2 separate regions of the Mus musculus genome follow, and region 1 is linked to region 2. Evidence: chromatin contacts called from public Hi-C data. All regions are on one chromosome and are shown on one strand. The core of a region is the stretch at or near the end of the contact, and the rest is flanking DNA. Distances in the headings are between cores, read along the strand shown. Region 1 has its middle 27 kb from the start of Vegfa. Region 2 overlaps Gm46607 (a long non-coding RNA gene).

Region 1 (6,458 bases), core at 2,532-5,031, 190 kb before region 2:
GGGCTAAAAGCTGCACAGGAGGGGCTCAGTTAACACTGCTTCTGTAGACTAGATAGATGGATAGGTAAATGAACGGGTAGGTGAACGAGTGATTGAATAAATGGATCTTGGCTGGCTCCTTCCGTCTGGGTCCACAGAGCCGCCTGGTTATGCTGTGTCTGCCATCCTTGCTCCCCGAGGTAAGGGTGCATTGCCCTTGCCTCCTGAAGGCTGGCCTAAAGAACCTGAAGTGGCTCAAGTCTAGATGCTTTGCTCTCATGATGTGACAAATGCCTGGGCAGAAACAACACTCGGAGAAATGGGACTCATTAGTCAGTGATGAGAGGCCATTGGGGGCCTGGTACCGGGTCCCTGATCCGCAACTGAGTCTCTTCCATGATGGCGTTCTTATATAATACAGCTCTTCCTAGACTAAGGGAGGGGTTTACTGCCTATATATTGTTGGGTTTTCCTCCTGGCTTTGGCTACCCTGCTCATACCCTGAGCATCACCTCATACAGCAACCACTGTAAAAGCCTGACTGGAGGGTGACTGAAGAACAGGGAGAGTCATGGGGAGAAGGGAAGGTAAGTTTCACACTGCCAAGCCTTCCAGACCCATGACTGAGGAGAAACTGGTGCCCTTCTTCCACCATGGACCCCAGATGCCAGTGGAGCGTTGGCCTCTGACAGTTGTCTTATAGGAGAATCCCAGGAAGGCTGGCCTATCTCAAGTGTCCAGCTATGGCTGATAGAAGGGGCAAAGTGGCCATTTGTACCCTTAATTGCCATCACATATCCATTCAAAAGCCCCCTGTGGCTTTACCCAGTGGTAGGCCTTGTTTCTTCCTGTTTTAGACTAGAGGGGACGGCTACCTGACCAGGGTCCATCTATGATCTCAGTGTTGTTCCGTGGAGGTTGGGGCCTGGGGGTCAGTCCCAGAGACCTTCATTCTGTCTTACCACACCCTGGATCAATACCGAGTATCTAGAAAGTTCTTCCTCACATGTGACCTGAGTTCCTTGTATGTCTCTTGGTCCTACCTGGGCCTTGGGGCTCTGTAAGCAGCTGACCCTTCCGGGTCTGAAGAGGGAAGGTCCCAGAGGTAGCTTGCCAGATAAAGCAAATAAAACCACCAGAGTGCCCAGTTCATTGTCTGAAATTCAAGCTTAACCGAGCAGCCTGTGCTTTGTCTAGCAATGCTCCTGGTTCCTGGTGGCAATGCCTAGACCTTCTCCTGAGGTAAATTTCTCAGACTCTTTGATGCACACATCCCCCACCCCCCAACACCCTGCCATGCAGTGAAGTTCCCAGTACAGACAATGCAGGCAGTCCCTATTCTAGGTATGGCTTCAACTACCGCCTGCACAAGAGATCTGAGACCAACCAGGAGTTCTGAGGGCAGTGGCAGGGCCTCTTTAGACTGGAAGTTTCCTCAGCATGGAGTCTGTTACCCCTCAAACCAGCACATCCTCTGCCTGACATGCCTTCCCTGTGTACCCTGAGGTGCTTCAGGGCACCCACGGACCAGTGTGCTTCTGACTCCACAGTCCTCCATCTTGAAAAGTTCTTAAGCTCTGTTAACTTACAGTGAACTACTTCCCCAGGAAGCATGCATGCCTCCTGAGCCCTGTGATCTTTGAGAATGCTTATCTGCTTTCTGGGCCACAGTGCCACTGTTGTATAACGACAGTCTGTCTAGCCTGCTGATCTTGAGGGTAGCGATTCCCAAATTGCCAACAGTGATGTGTTGGTGGGTCAGGAAGTTAAGTTAGAAGTTTGTAACTACCACGGTCCTCTCCATCCTCTCTTCCTTTTGTGAAACTGTAGCTTGCCGTGGAGCCCAAGCTTCAAACTCTAGCTCCCCATGCCCAAGCTTCTTGAATGTGGAGATTATAGACAGGCAACGGGGGTGCACTTCTTTAGCCCTGGCTGCCTTGTAACTCATGCAGTAAATCAGGCTGTCCTCGAACTCAGAGAGAGCCACCTGCCTCTGACTCCCTAGTGCTGGGATTAAAGGCGTGTGCCGCTACCATTGGCTTATGGTATAGTTTCTCTTAAAGGTGAAAGCAAGCTGAATAGAAGAGTCTCTGAGAACCTGGAAAGAGTAAGGCTCAGTATTGTGTCTGGAAACGGTTGTGGCAGGAGTGTGTCTAGGTTGCATATGAAATGTGTTTTTCACAAAGGCTATTGTCAGATAAAAATCTGAAAGACAGTATCTTGGTGACGGGGACGATGTAAACCCTAACGCAGGATTCTGAAAGTTCTCCATGTACCCTTAGGTGCAGACCCCTGGGTACCCTCATCTCTGGAGCCTTTCTAAGATGAGACCTGGCTTTCTGTTCCGCGCTGTGGCTTCTGTGCTTTCATTCTTCTTGGGCTGGACCCTCACGGGTGAGGGCCTCCAGGCGCCAGTCTGGGCTGCTGCAACAGGAGGAGAAGGTTCTAGGCTTCAGGAGCCTGCCTGGCTGCGCCAGTCTGGCTTTACCAGTAATCACACTGGATTGAGAAACCAGTACTGAGGCCAAGTGGAGAAACACACTCCCTCCCTAGCTTTCTCAACTGCCTTGCACCCTGGGAGGGCCTTAACCCCTTCCTGAGAGACAGAGGAGACAGTACAGAGCATGAGCTCTGGGGACTGGCTAAATGGACCAGGGGTTCCCTTTTTACTGTGAGAGTCTGCTGTGGGGACATAGCCTGTCTTAGGGAACCCTGGTCTGAGGGAGACTTACCCCCATCTTTAGGGAGTCCACATCAAAAGGCCCTGTCCTCAAGAAGCCCAGTCAGGTGGCCCCAGTGGAACTTCATCTTGGTCTGTCCCAGGAGGTGGTTGCTCTAGTGGGACCCTGCCTTGGCGAAACGTCTTCCAGGACCCCGATCTCTTTGCCCTGTGCTGCCTGACTGCAGTTAGATGTGTGGTAATGTCCCTGGGGGTGGGGAGGTGGGGGACACGTCCCCAGACTGTTTGGTTGGTTTTGGAGGAGTGGTGATATCTAAGGGTGGAGGGCGGATGCTTCCATCTTTCGCTCTCTACTTCCCTTCTGCCATCACGTTCCTGGGTTTATTGTCCCTGACAGATTACGGGTGTGTAAACACCTTATTAAAATCCCTGCTTAGGGGCGGAGAGATGGCTTAGTGGGTAAAGGTACCAGTTCTCACTAAGTCTGATGATCTGAATTTGATCCCACAACCCACATAATAGGAGAGAACTGCACAAGCGTGTGTGTGTGTGTGTGTGTGTGTGTGTACGCGCGCACGTACACGTGTGCTCATTCTCTCTTGAGTGCAAGCAAGCACATGTATGCACACATACACATGCACACACACATATATATAAATAAGTATAATTTAAATAAGCCTCAGTTTAGATTAAGGACTAGAAAGGATTTTAGCAATTTGAGTTGCAGATCAGGGAGGATGGAGGCCCAGAGAGAGAGAGAGAGAGAGAGAGAGAGAGAGAGAGAGAGAGAGAGAGAGTGTGTGTGTGTGTGTGTGGTCACATGGCCAGTGACAGAGGTAACAGAGTTCAGCCCCACCCTGGTAGGCGGGACTTTTGAAGACTTGGGATGTGGGGTCATCTAACACATCCCACATGCGTGGGTGGCAGGTACCCAAGGCATGCAGTGATGGGTGGGTACATCTGTACTAGGTGCTCGGTAGGAAGCTGTGCGTTCACGTGAGTTTTACCTTGAGAGATCTGCTCTTCTTATATCTGACTGTGGGGGAAGGGAAGGCCAGGTCTGCACCAGGGACATCAGGCTGGTCTTATCCCATTCAGGGCTGAGTCCACTTGGCCCATCCCTCTTGAGCCAAGGGTAGAGGGCAATGAGTCACAGATGACTCAGGTGCTGGAGGCCACAGCCACGCGTGGCACGTGACAGCGGAAGGCAGCCAGATCTGTTCCCGGACAGACAGGTGACCCAGGAAGCTGACACGGAGCTTTTGTTCCTAGAGAACGGGAAGAACTATTTGCAGGCTGGAGTGGGGTGACAAACAGCACAAGCTTGCCTATCTGCCAGAGCTATGACAAATGGTCTAGCTGGGCTGTTCCTCCTGCAAGTGGGAAGACATTGTCCTGACCAAACGTCCTCCTCAGACATACAGGGCTAAGGTCACCACCGTGGAAAAGCATTTTTTTTTTCTCACATTGGTTCAGGTAGAGAGTGCAAAGCCTTGTCCTACTGGTTGATTCCCAGACCTGACCTGGAAGAAACAGCATCTTGCATACGGTCAACATCCTGGGTTCAAATCCCCTGTGTGTCCTGGACGGCATCATTTCCTGTTGGAAGTGATGGAAACTTTAACACCCCGGGAGATCCCTTTCAGCTGCTCTCACATGGGAGAGCATTGGAGCCCGGGCTGGAGCCTCCACAATGTCCTCTGCCTCCTCCTTGCTTGAGGTGAGGCATCAGGATGGTGCTGGGAGCAGAGCCAGTGTTGGCCCTGCAGGGGCGTGGCCTAAGGTCCCGTCCACCTGCAACCCAGGATGATTACAGGGTGAGCCGCTGGGACCAGACACTGTAATCTGCATCTCTCCTCTTGGCAGGCCCAGTGACTTCTTTCCGTCCAGTTCACTTTTTTTTTTTTTTCTGAGAGTGCTTGAAAACTGGGGCCGTCCCACTCTGTGGGGTGAAGCTGAAGGCAAATGGAGAGCTGGGACAAGCAGGAATGGAGATGGGGAGAAAGCCAGGGAGTGGAGGGGAGCGGGGAGAGAGGCCTAGACCTCAGAAGGCTCGGCCCTATCTGGCAGACGGGAAAAAGAGGAGCATCCCCCATCCCTGTGCTCCCAGCCCAGCCTAGCTAGACCTTGCTGTCATCCCTCCTTAGATAGCTACCTGTGTCTTATCACTTCCTATCATGAAGAATGGGAGAGTCACATTGGGTCACCTTATATCTCAAATCCTGGTGATTTTTCTTGTCCCCCCTCCTCCGGGAGGAAAAAGCTAAATTCTTATAATGGTGATCTCAAGACCCCCAACATGATCCCTTCCAAGAGCAACAAGTCCAGTCTACAGGCAGCTGCCATGCTCCTGCCCCAGGATCTTTGCACACTGTTTCCCTTGGCCTAGGATGTTCTATGTGTATCTGCAGGACCTATTTCCTCATCTTCAAGTATTTGCTCACATGTCACCTTAGAGTGAGGCTGACCCTGGGCACATCTATGCTCGTGCTTGAGTGTGTGTGCACATGTGCATGCGTGTGTGCATGTGTGTATATGTGTGCAAGCCACGGCTTGCATGTATCAGATACATCTAAACTCCACAGCGGTCAGTCAGTTTGTCCTGTGAGTAAATACTCTTTGTCCCCGATGGTCCTTCTTCTGGACCTTGTAGGAACAGGCCTGTAATCCCAGTAACTCAGGAGGCTGAAGCAGGATTGTAAATTCAAGGTTGGCCTGTTTGAAGACTGAGTTCCATGTGAGCTTTGGCAACTTAGTGATACTCCGTATCCAAATATGAAGAGGGTTATGGTAGAGGGTGGCCTGCTCTCATCCAGCATGTGCAAGGACATTGTTCTAGTCCCAGCATTGGGGTAGTGTGGGGTGGAGAAGGACCAAAGAGAGGGAGGGCCTGGCTGGAAGGGTCAGAGAGGCCCCGGAAAGCAGCAGACATGGGGCCAGGACTAGCAGAAGCCCAAAGAGGGTTAGGGCTGGAAGTTCCTATGTGATGTCCTTGCTGCTTTCTGCTGTTGTGGCAAGCTCTATGATCAAAGGCAACTTAGGGAAGGAAAGGGTTTATTTCATCTTGCACTTCCAGGTTGCAGCCCCTCATCCTTGAGCAAAGTCAGAGTAGGGATCACAGAAGGATGCTGCTTGCCTACTGGATCCCTGGCTGCTCCCTGGCTTGTGCTTTCTTATACAGCTCTGGACTGTTTGTTGAAGGATGACACTGCCCACAGTAGGCTGAGTTCTTCTATATCAATTAGCAGGCAAGATGATGCCCCCAGACATGCCACAGGCCAATCTGGTCTAGGCAATTCCTCAATGAGCCTCCCTTTTCCTGGTGGCTGTAGGCTGTGTCAGGTTGATGAGAAAAATCAACTCCACAGGTAGGACCCTCGCAGGAGGTGGCCCTGGGAGAAGAGGTTGGTTTTGCCCAGCATAGTCCCTCTGTGACTGCCAACAGACAGATTCTCCGTGTTATCCTGAGTTGCAGGGGCCCGGCAGAAGCTTGTCTGCAGGGCCTAATGCCTACGACCAATGCAGAATATAGTGTTGGGAAGCGGTTCTGCACATGATCCCAGCTGGGACTTTTCTTCCAAGAAGAAGAAATTGTTCCTTGAGTTAAAAAAGAAACCATACCAAAATTCTGTAGTGTGGATCGTTTGCTGCTCAGAAGACACGCAGGCAGGAGTCTACGGGAGTACAAGAATAGGTATCTCCTGGGCTTTCTCCCTGGCCACACCGGTGGCTCTCTGTGCAAAGGAGAGGCCCAGCCGGCTGCACGTGGGCTGCAGAGCCCAAAGCCAAAGCACTGTAC
Region 2 (7,049 bases), core at 163-2,662:
AGATAGGAGACACCTGCCTTCTCCACAGACTTTCATGTGAGATGAGAACATGGTCATTAGTTTCAATTTTCACTGGAAGGGCAAAGTCTCATGCCAAACAGGCAAGAGGGGAAAACCAATAATAACACCAGGCTACGGAGCTGCCTGGAGGCCAGCGAGCAAAGCTGTCCCTCTGTCCCTTCTGAGTCCTGAAGTCCCCCATCTCAGGAGCCCCTCACTGTGCCTCGAGGGCACATGGTGTCCTATGACAAAGAGACAGGGTGACTTGTCTAAGGTCATACCGCCAATGGCAGAACCTGTCCTGTGTGTGGGCAAGGAAAAGAGATTGAAAGCTGGGTGTGGTGGCTGAGGCAGATGGATCTCAGTGAGTTTGAGGGCAGCCTGGTCTATAGAGTGAGTTCCAGGCTAGCCAGAGCTACATAGTGATACATTTTCTAAAAAAAACAAGTTAGTGAAATAGAACTGGAAACATGGCTCAGTGATTAAGAGCGAACACTTGTTGCTCTTACAGAGGACCTCTGGTTTGATTCCCAGCATCCACATGGTGGCTCACAACCATCCATCACTTCAGTCCCAGAGGTTCCAAGTCCCTCTTCTGGCCTTCATGGGCACCAGGCATGCAAGTGCTGCACAGACTTACATTCAAACAAAACACTCATATATATAAAATAAAACAAATAAACTTCCAAAAATTTTAAAATAAATAAGTAGAGGGTGATTTTTGAATACTAGTTTTAACTATGAGTGTGTGAGTGTGAGCATGTGTGTGCACACACACATAACCACAGCCACTGGTGGGGACACTTGAAGCTGGGTCACATGTTTCATGGGCCAATGAAAGAAACGGTATGAGATTCACAGCTGGACTGGAAGGAAGCAGGACTATATAAACCATTCCCAATGGTGCAGAATCACATGACAGGCCTCATTTCACATGACCTTGGCCATAGCAACTGTGGGCTGGTGTTCGTGGAGTAGCAACGTGGAGTAGCTGCAGTTGTCTCAGCCATATGGATATGGTAGACAGAGGTGGGAGGTGCTGGTGACAGTACTGTGTGGGGTTAATGGTGGAGGTGTTGGAGACAGCCACAGTAGTGACACAGATGAGAAAGGTGACTGAGCCAGATATGAACCCTTTCCCTGGCAGCCCCTCACAGTTGCTCACGTCTAGCCCTTGCAAGCTAACTGTGGCTGAGCCCTTTTACCAAATGTGACATCAAGCCACAAAGAAGTCAAGTCCTGCTTGTTCAAGGTCACAAAGGCAGGAAGAGCCAGACGATCAACTTGCCTCAGTTCTCTGGCCCCAGTGCCTGTCAGCTGCCTGCCCTTGCAGAGCAAGGTGCCAGGACAATGTCCCGATGCCCTGAGTAGGTGGGCCAGGACAGGCCATGCACTCTCACACAGCAGGCTCCAGTCTGGGCAGGGAGGAGGCACAGAGCCACATGACAGAGAAAATAGCCCCGATGCCGGCCCCACAACCCACATGCAGTGTGACCTTCTCTGGGTGGCAGCCAAGGTGGATGCCAGCTGCCAGGTGACAGCAAGCCCGTCGGCCAGTTGGTGGAGCCTGGCAAGAGCCCTACACACCAAAGAGGTGAAGTCAGGAGTGGAAATAATCCTGGAACCAGAGGAAAGCTTGCTTTCCTGGAAAGTTCTTCTCCAATTGGCTATGGCAGGGACTTCTGCACAGGCCTTTCCAGTCAGAAGCACGGTTATTAATAACCCCAAACCTGCCTCTGTCCCCACCCTTGGGAGAAGGCAGAGTTTTCAGGGCCTCCTCCCTGCCCCGGGCAGTAAGTCCCACTGGTGGAAGGATAGGGAGCCCATAGGATCTGAGCTCTCTCTATATAGAGAAGGCGTACAGCCTTAGACTTCATTCCTTTTGAAGTCCCCCAAATGCTCTCCAATTCAGCCACAGATCGGGGGCTCAGAGGGAATAGAAGACAGGGGTGGGTGGCCTCCATGCAGGTACACCGGTGTGCAAGCATGCACGGATGCTTGGGTGGTGGCTGAGGTGCAGATGTGGGCCCCCGAGCAAGGTTATGGGGTGATTGATGGTAGAGTCCTGGGGACCCCTGAGGCTGCCTGGGGACCCACGGGGTGGCTGTATAAGCTGCATATTTCAGTTGCTATTCCTGTGCCCTTGTGAGCCTGGATGATGCGTGGGCGGTTACTGTGAGGGTGATGAGGCCGTGCCAGCACCTCTGCTGCCAGAGCCTAAATATTCCATGTCCCCACCCTACCTGCTGGACTGACCTCATTAAGCCCATGCCTCCACGTTAGGAGGGTAGGGCTGGGTACAAGTGACAATTCCTTAGTCCAAGTGCAGAGTCCCTAGGGCAGGAGGGAGAGTCCTGGAAGCAGGGGACACGGAGCTTAATATAATCAGAGGGCTGGCTAGGAAAATCTCCCGTTACACCTGTCACCTCAGGCCCCATCATATGACACAGCTCGAGGTAGTGAAGCCAGCGAGGCAGGGTACACCCACTCCTGGACAGAGCTGAGCCACCCCGCACTCTGATCCTCCCCATGTCCTCAAATGGAGCCCCTGTCTCAGCTGTTCCTCCTGGAAAAGAGCAGGGTCCAAAGAACTCACAAGCAATGTGGCTCTACCAGGGCCCGGCCAGGAAGGAGGATGCCTACCCCCTCCACCCCACTACCCCGAGATCCCAGAAACGCCAATGCAGAGACAATGACCTTCCATCCAGACCCCCGTCCACTACCTCCTCACCTCTGGTCCTAGAACCACAAGGACTATCCTAGACTGTGATAGACCATGTCAGGGGCCCTGTGTTCAGCCTAGGGTGGGATGGAACAGGGGTAGCCATGTCAGCAGCCCCCTCCCAGCTACTGCAGGAAATTAGTGAAGATACCGGCTCCTCCTGCAGCAAAATCCCTAAACCTACATGAAGGGAAGAGGTCACCTTGTCCTTGGGATCCTTGAGGGGACTGTGTCAGGTCCCTTCTGTTGAGTTTCCTGTGTGGCCTTGCGGGTTTCACTCAGCTCCTCGGGGGCTCAATTTGATTGTAACGAAGCCTGCACCCCTCAAAGCTACCAGCTGTGTGTCATATCACAAAATCTATAAGATTGGAGGTTATTTGTTTTTGAGAGAGGGGTTTTATGTAACCTAAGCTAGCTCTAACTCAATACGTAGCTGAGGACGACCTTGAATTCGAAGCGATTCGCCTGCCTCTGCCCCACAAGGGTTGGGATTACAGGTGGTGCTGCACAAACCCAATTTGTGCATTGGTGGGGATCAAACGCAGGGCTTCAGGCTTGCTAGGCAAGAACTCTCCCAGTTACATACCCAGCTCAGTAAATATTTTCTTTTTTACCAGTTGGGGTTTGATTTTTCCTGTTCTCTTCAGAACTGATGAGGTTGGTCTTTTTGTATGTGTATGTGTGTGTACTTTTGGGTAGAGGTAGCATTTTTTTTTAATTATTATTTGTGCATGTATGAGGAAGTGTTGGCACACACACGCTGCAATTGTCGTCAGAGGGCAGTCTTCAGGAGTCTGTTCTCTACTCCCACTGTTAGACTTCAGGATGGCCAGCTTGTACAGCAAAGGCTTTTACCCAGTGAGCCATCTTGCTGGAGTTGTGTACACCTATGTGTGTATGTAAGTCAGCCAACTCTCCGCTCGAGCGGAGTTTTCTCCTATATTCACGAAAAGATAACCAAGGCCCAGTGTTCCTAGACCAAGCCTTCAACCGTGATGTCACCAGAAAACACCTCCCAATAGCTTCTGGGTCAACCATTTCCTGGGTATCAAATTGCACAACTCAGTGGATTTTTACAGATGGATATGTCAGCTTCCCTATCAAGGTCAAACAGGGTGTTTCCGGCCCTCCTGGAGACTCTATCAAGCCTCTATGTGTCTTTGAACTCAAATTAAAAGAACCGTAGGGTGTTTGTCCCTGCGTCAGCTCTTCCTGACTCTCCCTCTTCCCTTTTCATGGCTGGGTAGTGTTCCCTTGGGTTAATCTACCACCATTTCTGGATCTATTTCATGTCAGCCCATCCTTTTAAGAGAGTGGCCCTGGCTAAGAATTCTAGGAAAGAAGAAGATTAAAATCACTGGGCTAGTTGATCTCAGTCGTTGACTTTATTGGATTAAGACGGACCAAGGAGATTATTAAAATCCTCTCCTAGGTGTATCTCTGAGAGCATTTCCAGAAAGGATTGGCTAAAGACTGAAGGAGGTGCCGCAATGTGGGCAGTGCCACCCCACAGCCTAAAGGCCCGGGTGTGGTTTAAAGGGAGGCAAGGGGCTGGCTAGTTTGAGCATTTTCCTTCTCTGTCAAGGCCACCAGAGGCGCTGTTCTGTCCTGTCATGCCTTCCCCTCTGTGATGGACAGGAACCCCAGAAACCATGAACGGAATAAATTTCCCCACTCTCAGCTGGTTTCCTGGGATATTTGGTCAAAGCAAAACTAAAACTAACACACTAACTGATCTATTCTGAGCCATGGGAATCTTTAGAGCCCTGAATCACTTTCAAGAAAGCGGGGGACAGAGACCGTAGCCCCAAACAGAATGTCACCAACATCATCTAGGGTACCATGCAAATCACCACGGACTCGATGGCTTCAAACATCAAAAAAAAAAAAAAAAATATCCTCCTACAGTCAAGGAGGTCAGAAGTCCAACGTCAAGGCCTACACAGGGTTAATGCTCCGAACACCCAAAGGCTAAGGGAAGCTTGCTCCATACCGTCTCCTCGCTCCTAGTGGGCTGCTGGCAGGCCCTGGCTTGTGGTCACATCACCCCCGAGTTTGCCTCTTTGCATGACTTCTCTCTGTGTGCAGCTCTGTGCTTCTGCATCTCTAAGTCTCTCTTCTCCTTCTAAGTACACCAGCCATTGTCCAGTAAGATGTCCTTTTAACTTGATTGCAGTCTCCGAAGAACCTGTTTCCATATAAAGTCACATTCCCAGGCACTGGGAATACGGGTCCTAATAAACACACACCAGTATTATAGCCGTAGGTGTGTAAATGTGCATGTCTGAGTGGGTGTGGATGGTGTGTGGGTGTGGATGGTGTGGATGTGTGTGAGTGTGTACAGACAAGCCTAGGGAGGTGCTGTTGCTAGTGTGACTGCCTGTGGTAGTGACAGTGCACGTGTGTGTGCGTGTATGTGTGTGTGTGTGTGTGTGTACAGACAAGCCTAGGGAGGTGCTGTTGCTAGTGTGACTGCCTGTGGTAGTGACAGTGCACGTGTGTGTGCGTGTATGTGTGTGTGTGTGTGTGTGTGTGTGTGTGTGTGTGTGGGCGCGCGCGCATGTGCTTAGGAGCACGTGCATATGTGTGCTCCTGGAACCACAGCTTGGAGAGCCTGCTGGGCAGGCTAGGTGGTAGCAGCAGGCTGGAGATGGGCTTGGGCTAAGGAGGCAAGGGCCCTGCCTTGTGAACCTAGAGGCTAGCTGGTAGAACAAGGAGGAGGGTGTATTGAGCCAAGATGCAGGTGCAGGCAGGCAGGTAGGCAGGTGGTTCCCACAGCAGTGGCGATTCCCAGATTCCCTTCCAGGAATGTTCCTAGAAAACCCCTCCACCCAGCTTCCCACCCCTACTGCCTCATTTACCTGGTCAGGGAGGTGCTAGGTGACTCATCCCCTCCCAGGACAAGAAGCCAGCTCTTGGCTACTTGTTAGAGAGCCACTCAGGGGTGGGGCAGGTAGACAACCCTTCCTGGGCCCCACCCCCAAGCCAATCAGGGCAGCATCTGGCCACGCCCCCACATCCCTCACCTGTGCCCTTCATCTAAACGGGGTTGGATGCCAGGAATCAAGAAAAGACTAGGGCAGGCAGCCTCACCTCCTCCCAAGGCAAACTCACCTCCACAAACCCGAGTAATGGGATACCAAAGGGTCCCCCATCATTACATCAATGTGGGGCCAGCCCTGAACCAAGACCCCAACTCTCCAACCAAGTTCTGTTTTTTTTTTTTTTTCCCATCTCCTTGTATTATTCAAACTCAACCACTCCAGGTTCCCAAGTAATCTAAGATCACACACATTCGTTGGATTTATTTTTAATTCTCTCTGACAATCATATCTTCCGCCCCCACCCCAACCCAAACAGGAGCATCAATGGTCTGCCTCTCCCTCCCTCAACCCTGACTCCTCTACAGGTCCTGATTCTGGCACTGCTATGTGATGGGCTTGCTGCCTGAGTACATGGATCCCCCACTGCAGCAGGACGGATGGATTGTGAACAGCTTGTACTTGTGGGCATGCCTAGGTCTGGGTGTGGGAGCCTACGGGGACTTCCTGAGGAGCATGCCGAGGCATCTGAAGGTGTCCCCCTTTTCTGTCTCTTCTCCTAGACTTGCCATTATCAGTTCTCAGATTGTTGGGCCCCAGGAGGAACCACTTACAAGTGGGGTCAGGGACACCCAAGTCTCCAGCCCTGCCCAAGCTCCGCTGCCAGCACCCTCGAGACAGCTTTGCCCCACCCAGGCCACAGAATGGGGTGACAGGAGGAGGCAGCCAGGCGGCTTCCAGCTTCCTAGATGGGAGCTCATTACCGCAGCACTCAGTAGGTTGTGGGAGGGGGTGTGCAGCCAGGACTTGGCACTGACTACAAAGGGTGGGGGGCACCCCCAGCACTCCTGCTGCTGGCAGCAGAGGCTGGAGGAGGGGCTGTGACGTTTGGTGGCCTCATGTGGCTGGGAGGAAGTAGCTAATTGCTGACCTGATGACTGGGCGGCCTGAGGAGTGGGGTGATGATACCACGGGCGGGCGGGCGGGCGGGCGGGTGGCGGCAAGCACTCAGCCTAAGGAGGAGGCCTTCAGCAATAGGGTGGGTGCACCCTGCAGAGGGCAAGCCTGGGGTGGCTATAGTTAACAAGGGAGTGGGGGGGTTGCTGAGGCTGTGACCGTGGGAAAGGGCTTTCCAGGGCCTTCCCTCGGCTTCCAGGAAGAGTTCAGATGCCCTGAGGCATGAGGGGCCTTAGGAGGGGTGCAGGAGCAAGGGATACACCACAGTTCCTATCTCTGCTCCCCTGACTTGCTCACCCCACCCCCACCTCATCCCTGCAGCCTTGGAT

What was found. Hi-C and Micro-C count contacts between places; a contact is called where the count stands out from the background.
Region 1: a Hi-C map of liver shows a contact between it and region 2, with 2.2 times the contacts expected there. The contact joins two enhancer-like sites. A contact is called at or near these places in 4 of 484 Hi-C or Micro-C datasets (bone marrow-derived macrophages, cardiomyocytes, embryonic fibroblasts and 1 more) and 3 of 115 datasets of contacts at active chromatin or transcription factors (embryonic stem cells and stem cell-derived neural progenitor cells).

The regions. Positions count from the first base shown.
Region 1 is chr17:46,001,739-46,008,196 of GRCm38.p6, reverse strand. No RefSeq gene overlaps it. Among named protein-coding and RNA genes, the nearest start is that of Vegfa, 27 kb to the left of the region's middle. Within about 2 kb of position 3,781, at least 72 of the 459 cell types and tissues checked have an H3K27ac peak or open chromatin away from gene starts, as enhancers often do. A contact at or near this core is called in liver, where this site is marked.
Region 2 is chr17:45,807,189-45,814,237 of GRCm38.p6, reverse strand. All of the region lies in intron 1 of Gm46607 (a long non-coding RNA gene), which reads right to left. Among named protein-coding and RNA genes, the nearest start is that of Gm35692, 18 kb to the left of the region's middle. Within about 2 kb of position 1,412, at least 14 of the 459 cell types and tissues checked have an H3K27ac peak or open chromatin away from gene starts, as enhancers often do. A contact at or near this core is called in liver, where this site is marked.